Linked DNA regions of Mus musculus: region 1 is linked to region 2. Evidence: chromatin contacts called from public promoter capture Hi-C data. All regions are on one chromosome and are shown on one strand. Each heading gives the region's core, a stretch centred on a gene start, on an enhancer-like site or on the middle of the called end of the contact. The rest is flanking DNA. Distances are from core to core; before and after follow the strand shown. Region 1 overlaps Tbcd (tubulin-specific chaperone d). Region 2 overlaps Tbcd (tubulin-specific chaperone d).

What was found. Capture Hi-C pulls out chosen DNA fragments and counts their contacts.
Region 1: a promoter capture Hi-C map of pancreatic islet shows a contact between it and region 2. The contact joins two enhancer-like sites. A contact is called at or near these places in 2 of 15 datasets of contacts at CTCF or cohesin (embryonic stem cells and pro-B cells), 41 of 484 Hi-C or Micro-C datasets (the 3T3-L1 cell line, B cells, CD4 T cells and 23 more), 2 of 115 datasets of contacts at active chromatin or transcription factors (bone marrow-derived dendritic cells and stem cell-derived neural progenitor cells) and 3 of 9 other capture datasets (adipose tissue, liver and pancreatic islet).

Annotation. Positions count from the first base shown.
Region 1 is chr11:121,603,665-121,608,015 of GRCm38.p6, reverse strand. It overlaps Tbcd (tubulin-specific chaperone d), which reads right to left. Exons shown (of 39, transcript NM_029878.4): 33 at 4,280-4,351; 34 at 2,676-2,753. Among named protein-coding and RNA genes, the nearest start is that of B3gntl1, 67 kb to the left of the region's middle. Within about 2 kb of position 2,180, at least 14 of the 459 cell types and tissues checked have an H3K27ac peak or open chromatin away from gene starts, as enhancers often do.
Region 2 is chr11:121,474,419-121,478,469 of GRCm38.p6, reverse strand. It overlaps Tbcd (tubulin-specific chaperone d), which reads right to left. Exons shown (of 39, transcript NM_029878.4): 7 at 2,799-2,931. Among named protein-coding and RNA genes, the nearest start is that of Tbcd, 24 kb to the right of the region's middle. Within about 2 kb of position 2,364, at least 55 of the 459 cell types and tissues checked have an H3K27ac peak or open chromatin away from gene starts, as enhancers often do.

The sequences.
Region 1 (4,351 bases), core at 931-3,430, 130 kb before region 2:
ATCTCATTAGGACCCTTCAAGTCTACATTCAGCTTTGTGGTCCCTAGCAACCCTGTGAGTTTATACACCAGCATTCCTGAAAGACTTCCAATGAGCTAATCCAAGAGGCATGAGCCCTCAATGAATAGGGTCTAATCTCTGCCTGTCTAAGTGAGGTGTCCTGTCTTCCTTCCAGGTTCTCCCAGCATCCCTCATGCTTCCTGTTACAGGGTACGGCTGGCATACCCCACCCTTCCCCCAAGGTGCCTGTACTGGCTAGTTTTGTGTCAACTTGACACAGCTGGAGTTATCACAGAGAAAGGAGCTTCAGTTGAGGAAATGCCTCCATGAGATCCAACTGTAAGGCATTTTCTCAATTAGTGATCAAGGGGGTAGGGCCCCTTGTGGGTGGGACCATCTCTAGGCTGGTAGTCTTGGGTTCTAGAAGAGAGCAGGCTGAGCAAGCCAAAGCAAGCAAGCCAGTAAAGAACATCCCTCCATGGCTTTTACATCAACTCCTGCTTTCTGACCTGCTTGAGTTCCAGTCTTGCATCCTTTGGTGATGAACAGCAGTATGGAAATGTAAGCCAAATAAACCCTTTCCTCCCCAACTTGCTTCTTGGTCATGATGTTTGTGCAGGAATAGAAACCCTGACTAAGACAGTGCCCTTCTGTATATAGTCCACCCACTTTAGCTAAGCGAGTCCTTTTTACCCTTTACCCCCCGGGGCTCTTGGTCTCCTAGCTCTCCCCTCTCCTTCGCCCCTCTCCTCACAAGGAAGGCCCACTCGGGTCGTGTTCACTTTGGACTCTCCCAGACGTCTCTGCCTCTGTTATTTACAATAAACCTTTTACTCCACCATACCTAGGAGCACTCATGTCCTCCTTTTTTTCTTTTATTTTTCATTCAAGCACTAACTGTACAAAGGCACAGTGAATGGAAATAGTATTAGGAACTCTCGAGGAACACAGAGAGAGGAAAAAGTCCCAGAAATGAAGAAAATGCAATGGAGGAAAATGGTTCTGCTAATCAGACAAAGCATAGAACACACAAAATTACTTTAATAAAAAAACTAGTAAGATTAAATGAAATAGATTTATAGACTTAGTTAAAAGATCAGATTGTCAGGTTGAATTTTTACAAAAGTACATATACTGTTAGCAACTGACATACAAAACAAAACAAACCCAAACATAATAAAAATTAAAACACTACCAAAAAAAAAAAAAAAAAAAAAAAAAAACAACAAAAAAAGCCAAAGAATGTAAGCAGAAACACCTCCAAAAACATCATCATTTGATATTTGAGGCAGCCCTACATTTGTATGTGCCAAAATTCAAAATCCATAAAGAACAAAAAAGAGAAGTAAAAACATTTATATCATTATTTTCCTACTATCTTATTTTGAAATTTTTAAGCCAGAAAAATAGATGTCAAATCCTTAGAGCATTTTCCTAGATGAATCCATCGGTGTGGAGAAGAGCATCCTAGCCGGGCCATGCCCCTGTGAGTGTTCAAGCTACCCGGGAAGGTTTTAGAAAGGCAGTGCTACACAGTGTCAGAGGGAGCCCTGTAGTGTCAGGTGAAACGCCATCTTCAGCATCCAGCAAAGACAGACAGTTAAACAACAAAGACACTACAGACTTCAAGCAAAGCAAGCTGGTCCCCTCCAGCAGCCCTGGGTGTGTGATGCATGCAGGATCTCAAGGCAGAGCGCAGAGACAGTGGAGCGCCTGGCCTTAGGGCTTCACCTGAATGCTGGTCAGCAGTAAGCACAAAGACGAGGCTCAAGATCAAGGGAGAAAACCACACCAAAACCCCATACAAGATCCTATGAAAACTAGGCATAGATCCTCTTAATGGGGCAAACTGGAGTGGGCAAAGACTCAGAGAGGGAGGACATCAACTGAGATCCTCTTGATCTGAATCCACCAGTCAGTATAAAGCAAGATCCAAAACCACCAGGGAGTTTCTAAGCAACAGTAGATGCTCACACATCTTCATGAAATACAAAGCTGTCCAAATCAAGAGAGAATTCAGTGAAGACCATAAGGCATTCATAGAAGCTAAAGTCACCAAGATGGTATCTATCACTCAGTCAGGAAGCGAAGCTGGCACCTAGATGGTTCCAGAGAGCTGTCGTGCACCATGGCTGTCTGCTCCTCTCAACAGGAGGCTAAGGAACCACAAACCACAAAAGTAGGAAGCAGCTGCTTTGTGTGTGCCCTGTGCCCCATAACTTCTGTCCAGCTGGGATGGGCACAGGCATACTCCTGGGTCCCATAACACGGCCCATGCACTGTCCTGTTTCCGTCCAGCCTTATCTCAAGCTCCAACGTCCAGACCTCGCTGCCTACTAGCCCTAGCATGTGAGCCATCTCACCTGGCCAAGTCTACTTTCCCACCTGGAGAGCAGGGCACTACTTCACCCCATCCTGTTGTCTGTTGCCTGAGTTTGCATTGTCTTCTTCTGGGTTCTGAGATCATAATCCAAGTGTTCTGTCTTTAAAATAACAGCCATATTTGGTGGCCAAAGATTTGTATGCACTTGAAAGGTTGAGTGGGCAGAATCACGAGTTTGGAGCTAGTCTGAGCAACACAGTGAGATGGCAAGTCAATCAATCAATAAAATTTTTTTGAGATTTGGGGAACTAGGCTTTGTCGGACAGGGAGCACTAAGCAAGCAGATACTTACTTCTCCTCGGCAGTAAAGATGTCAAAGCACCCATTAGCCAACAGCTGGTCCAGCATTTTCAGCAGTGATACAGACACCCTGAGAGAAGGAGATAAGCAAACATGAGACCCACAGAAACACCCAAGAACCTAGAGACACCCATGTGAGAAACAGGGACGTGCTCTTGACAAGTAAAAACAAAACACAAACCAAAAAACCTAACAACAGTAACAACAACAACAACAACAAAAAAAAACCCTTAACACCATGATAGCCCTTCCTAAATGGGGTAACTCAAGACAGTCCTGTTAAATTCCTAGAATCAGACACACCAGCATTATGCTTACAAGAATGCCAACTGACTATGGAAAATAAGAATATAGCTGGAGACAATGTGGCTTCTTTCGTGAATTACCTACAGCAAAGATAAGAACAAGATTCCTGATGCATAGATGTCAGATGGCCTGGTAGAGTCCAGCATTCACCTGTACACCTTACGGTTTTGACAAGATGCAAAACAAGTGCAGTGGACAGTCCAGCAGACAGTATGAACATCTGAACAACCATTTGCAAAATTAAACAGTTTTGAGTTTGTTTTGTGTGTCCTCAGACTGTAGGGCTGACGATAGAACCTAAAGCTGAACCTTCTGGAGAGTACCAGAGCTCTCAGGGACTTCCAAATTAGGTGGGGATTCCTCAGCAACTGTTTGCTCACTGAAGCCCAGGACAGGTGGTAGCTGGGTCCTTCAAACTACAAATCTGACAGAGACTTGCCCCATATAGTGAAGTCATCCTAAAACAACAGTGAGAAGGAAAGCCCATCTACACAAGCTATGGCAATGAACAGATACTAGGAGGGCAACCGAGTGTCCAACAGCCACCTGAGAGACGGACCACTAATGCTGGTGAGCCATGGAACAGAGGGAGCCAGCATCTTTACATGTAAACAAGCAACCCACGTGACTCAGCTGTCCATTACTCAATGAGTACCCAAGGAAAGAGAATGTGCGTCTACAGAGACTCAATCTCGGAATGTCCACTGTAGCTGTCTGTAGGGCAGGAAATGGGGAATATCCAAACGAGTCAGTTCCTGTCCACAACAGGCCCTGGCCAGGCAACAACAAGGACAGACAGAAGTAACTGTGCTTGTCTGCCAAAGTGAACAGCTGGGAGGGCTCCAAGGAGCAGGAGGAAAACTCGGTGAACGGGAAAGGATCTGTGGAATACGCATCCCAAGGAACCAGGGCACACACTCCGTGTGTTGTCTTTCAGGGCTCTTATGTCTCAGTGGGGCTATTACAGACAAGAAAAGATGGAGAATATTCCTACAGACTAGAGCCTCACTCCACTTCACTTGGTATTCTGCATCTCCACACATACAAAGTCATTTTCCTGCTGAGAGTGCATCAAGGGAAAGGGATTACCAATCAGTGCCAGGCCTAGGGACCAGCAAGACACAGAGGAGATGAATTCCTGGGGTCCGTAGAAGATGAGTGTTGGAGCTAGAACTTGGGAGTTGGCTGGGTCCCGCTCCTCATCTATTATGACAAATGTGTCCCTGGAAGACCTGGACTCTGTGGAAATACAATCAGGTCACAAGTACCCTGTCTGAAGACACCACTCACCTATCATTCAAAAGGTTGTCCTCAAAGACCTTCAGGAGGGTCTCACTGAAGCTCTGCAGGACCTGAGCATCC
Region 2 (4,051 bases), core at 1,115-3,614:
GAAACCCTGTCTCAAACAAACAAACAAACAAATGGAGTGGGAACTGGGTGGGTGTGGGATGGATGGGTGGAGAGAAGACAGCAGGTCGGGCAGGGAGGCAGAGATAGATCAGTTGGTCAAGTTTAGACTGAGTTCAATCCCTGGAACCGAATGAGGGACACAGAAAACGTTCAATAAGTTGTTTCGAACTCTTTATTGTTGTTGCTGCTGCTGGGCTCAAAAGATGGCTCAACAATTAAGAGCATTTTGGTCTCCACACAGGCAATAAGCAAATATAAAAAGAAAAAAAAAATTTTAAAGATTCATGCCAAAAATATTAAGAACCTACTTACACCCAAATCTTTCAAATAAACTATTTCTATCTACCTATTCATCAGAATTACCTAAAACACAAATGTACAACACCTACCACGATTTATAAATCAACTGTGACCTCTGCCCCACTCTTTCCTCTTCCTTCCTCACACTACCTTTCAGGGTAAGCCACAACTTGCACTAACCTCTACTGCTACAATCAAAATGGAAATCACAATAAAACCTCTGTAGTTGCCTCTCCCCACAGCTAGAACAAAGGCCTCCCAAGGTATGGGCTGTACAGCTGAATCTGCAAACCCCAAAGATATCTACCATAGGCAGAACCTCACATCTCATCAATAACTTAGTTTGTGTATGTGCTCATGTGCGTACCACAACTGATAAGTGGGGGCAACCATAATTTTTCTTTATTTCTAATTTTTATTTTATTTATCTATTTTACTTTTTTATTTCTATTTATGGATATATGTATGTGCATCTGGGTGTATACGCACATGTGTGTGTAAGTGCTCTCAGAAGCCGAAAGATGACATCCAGATCGCCCAGAACTAGTTACAGGGTGTTCTGTATGTACCTCCTAACTTGGGTGCGGGGAACTGAACTAGGGTCCTCTGGAAAAGCAGCAAGTGAGCCATCTCTTGGGCCCCACAACTATAATTAAAAAAACAAAACAAAAACAAAAAGAACTTCAAAAACAAAATACTATAGTTAAACAAAGGGAAAAAAAACAACTCTCAGGGGCTGGGTAAGGATAGATAGTTCAGTACTTGCCTGTCATGTTTAAGGGTCTTGGCTTGACACCCCAGCACTACCAAAAAGAAAAGGGGGGGGGTTGTTCTATGTGCTGAGGAAAACAATCTATTACTATACACAAATAGAGAAACACCTACTGATACATACCCAAAATAATTATAAATTTTTAAAAACCTATTTTATGTTCCCCAGTAGCATTAATCACAACAGTCAAAAACAGTCACATAATGAAACAGTTTCGGCCTGCGAAAAAGTAGTGAAGAACTGACGCGTGCCTGCCACAGGGTGGGCAGACCCTACAGACGCTGTGCTCAGGGAAAAGAGCCTATCCTACATAAAAGTCACCTCCCAGACAGGTGAGCTCAGTGCCACTGGCCTGTGGAGTATGATGCAGTGTGTATGCGGAATGGCATACTGAGAAGAGACAACGGTGGCTATACAACTCTGTAGACCTAACAAAATGAACTAACGCCCATCTGGAGCCGCCAAGTCTTCAGAGAGAGCAGCAGAGCAGAAGCTCAGGTCTTAAGAAACATTTTATTTTCCCAGGCCTCCCTCTTGCATGTTTTGAATGGCAGGCCTCTGAAAGGCAATGGCAATATCACTGAAAATAAAGAGACACCAGCCGTTTCTCATCCCCACAACCAGGATACACATTCAGCTGCAGAGGCACATGGAGTAGGTCCAGAGAGCCTCGACTTGCCTTCCCGTCCCAGGTTGCATGTCCCCTTCCCAGGGCTGTTGGCACCTGCCCTGATACCTCCCACCCTGCATCAGGACCTGTATTAAGGAGTAGTACAAAAAGCCAAACTCAGTATGACTGGTTGCCTTCAGACTTCTCCAAAGGATCCTACTTCTAAGTGACATGTCAGCTCCCTTTGCCTTCAAGACAAGGACAAGAACTACTGTCAAATCGCATCCAGTGTAATCAAAGAAAAACAAGGAAGAGGTTTCTGACCCTGGAGCCGCACAGTTTCAGAAGGCTATCTGCACCCTCCAGAATGCCAAACCCTAGAAACCAGGGCCTTATACAGCTATCCATGCCTTCGTCCAAAATACTGACTCTTAATACCATGGCCTCAGAGAGTCTCTGTAACCTTGTAAACATTAACCCTAGAGACAGACTTGGAGAGGCACCATGACCTTCTTAATGCTGACCATCAAAACCAAACAAAGCCTTAGGGGGTCCATCTGTGACCTCCGGAATACTGGTCCAGGAGCTTCCTAGCCTTGTTAATAGGGCCATGTCCTCTGAGATTTCACACCAGAGTGGTTCTCCTTGTCAGTACTAAAAAGCCATACAACAGACAAGCAGAGAAGACCAGCAATAGGAAGGATGGGCACAGTGGGCATCTCCAGACGGGCCCCAGTGTCTGTATTTAAACTCGGGAACTAGAAATTTTGTAACCCACGTAAGCAAACAGGTTTCAAGCCCTCTGCCTTCTTTCACTTGGGCTGGTTTCACTGCTTTACGACAAAAAAACTAAAGGCTGCAGTTCTGCAGGCGCCGCTGCCCTCTAGTGGTGAAGCACAGTTCTTCAGCTTTCTCCTGGAAGCCACCACTCCAGTCCAGCCTTACACACTAAGCACACAGCAGTGGAAAATGAAACCACAACCCTGTAATGCAAATTAATCCTACCAGGTTCCCGTAATTCAAACACAGAGTGAATGGAACCAACAGTTTGGGCACAGTGCTGGAGCTCCACATGCTGTCCCGGGGCAGGGCTCACCAGGGCCTGCAGCATCCCATCCATGGTAATGACACCCTCGATGGTCTGGAAGGAAGAGTGGGCCAAGGTGCAAAGGCTCCAGTCCAGAAAGCTGGCCATCTTTCTCTGCTTGACATCGGGACGTGTGATAAATCTACAGGGGAACGCAAACACACAGGAGATGCTCAGTAAGACTCCAATGCTGAAAGCTCACCCACATCCCACCACACACCACACACCACACACATTTCCTCCCAGTCATCTTAGATCCCTGAACAGGTTAGGTCAGATGCCTGCATCTCTCTCTCTCTCTCTCTCTCTCTCTCTCTCTCTCTCTCTCTCTCTCTCTCTCTCTCTCTCTCTCTCTCTCTCTCTCAGAAACCAAATCCCTGACCACCATGGCCCAGCAGCTGATTGCCCATCAGGATCTCTCAAAAAGTTACTCAGAGGCCTCACCACCCTACCTCCTTCCCTCCTGGGCCCCAACTAACCACCAGCTTTACAAATAGATGGGCATCGTTAACCCACCACAGCCAGGGAACATCTACATGCTTCTCAGCTCTGACTCCTTCCAAGTATCTCCCTTAATCTCAAGATATATCCTCCACAACCTAATCCAACAACCAACCCCGACCCAAGGACCTTCCTCTACCACAACCTCATGTTGCACAAGCCTGTTTCCTTCCACCCAACATCTGGCTGACAATGTGAACCCAGACCTCTGACTCAGTGACTCTAGACAGATCCTATAAGGGAGGAAACACACAAAGGAAGGGAAGGAGAGGGGAAGAAGAGTAAGGGGAAGAAGGAGGAAAAGAGGGGGAAAGGAGAAGGAAGGGAGGAAGGGAAGGTGCTGCGTCCCCAAAGGCAGCTCAAGGACAATCTCAAGGGGCCTTGCCCAGGAGAAGCTGAACAAGAAGAGACACAGCACAGCCAGTGGGAAAGATCTGTGTCGGGGAGGGGGAGGGGGGAGCTGACAGGAAATGTGCAGGGATAAGTACAGGGACCAGGAACCAAAGGACCCAAGCAGGCAAGTAGCAGGTTTATGACTGTCCTGGCTAGTCTCATGTAGGAGCATGGACAAGGCTGTGCCAGCAGGTAGCCAGAAGGTAGTTCCTTCTGAGTAGTAGAACTGTATGCCCAGAAGGGAGGCTATGAGTCCTGGGAACAGAGGGGTTCACTTTAGGGTATTCCACATGCAATACCCATTAGGGAGTCATACGAAGCACCAGGCACAGGAGAGTCAGCACTGGGATTCTGACATCCACTCGCCC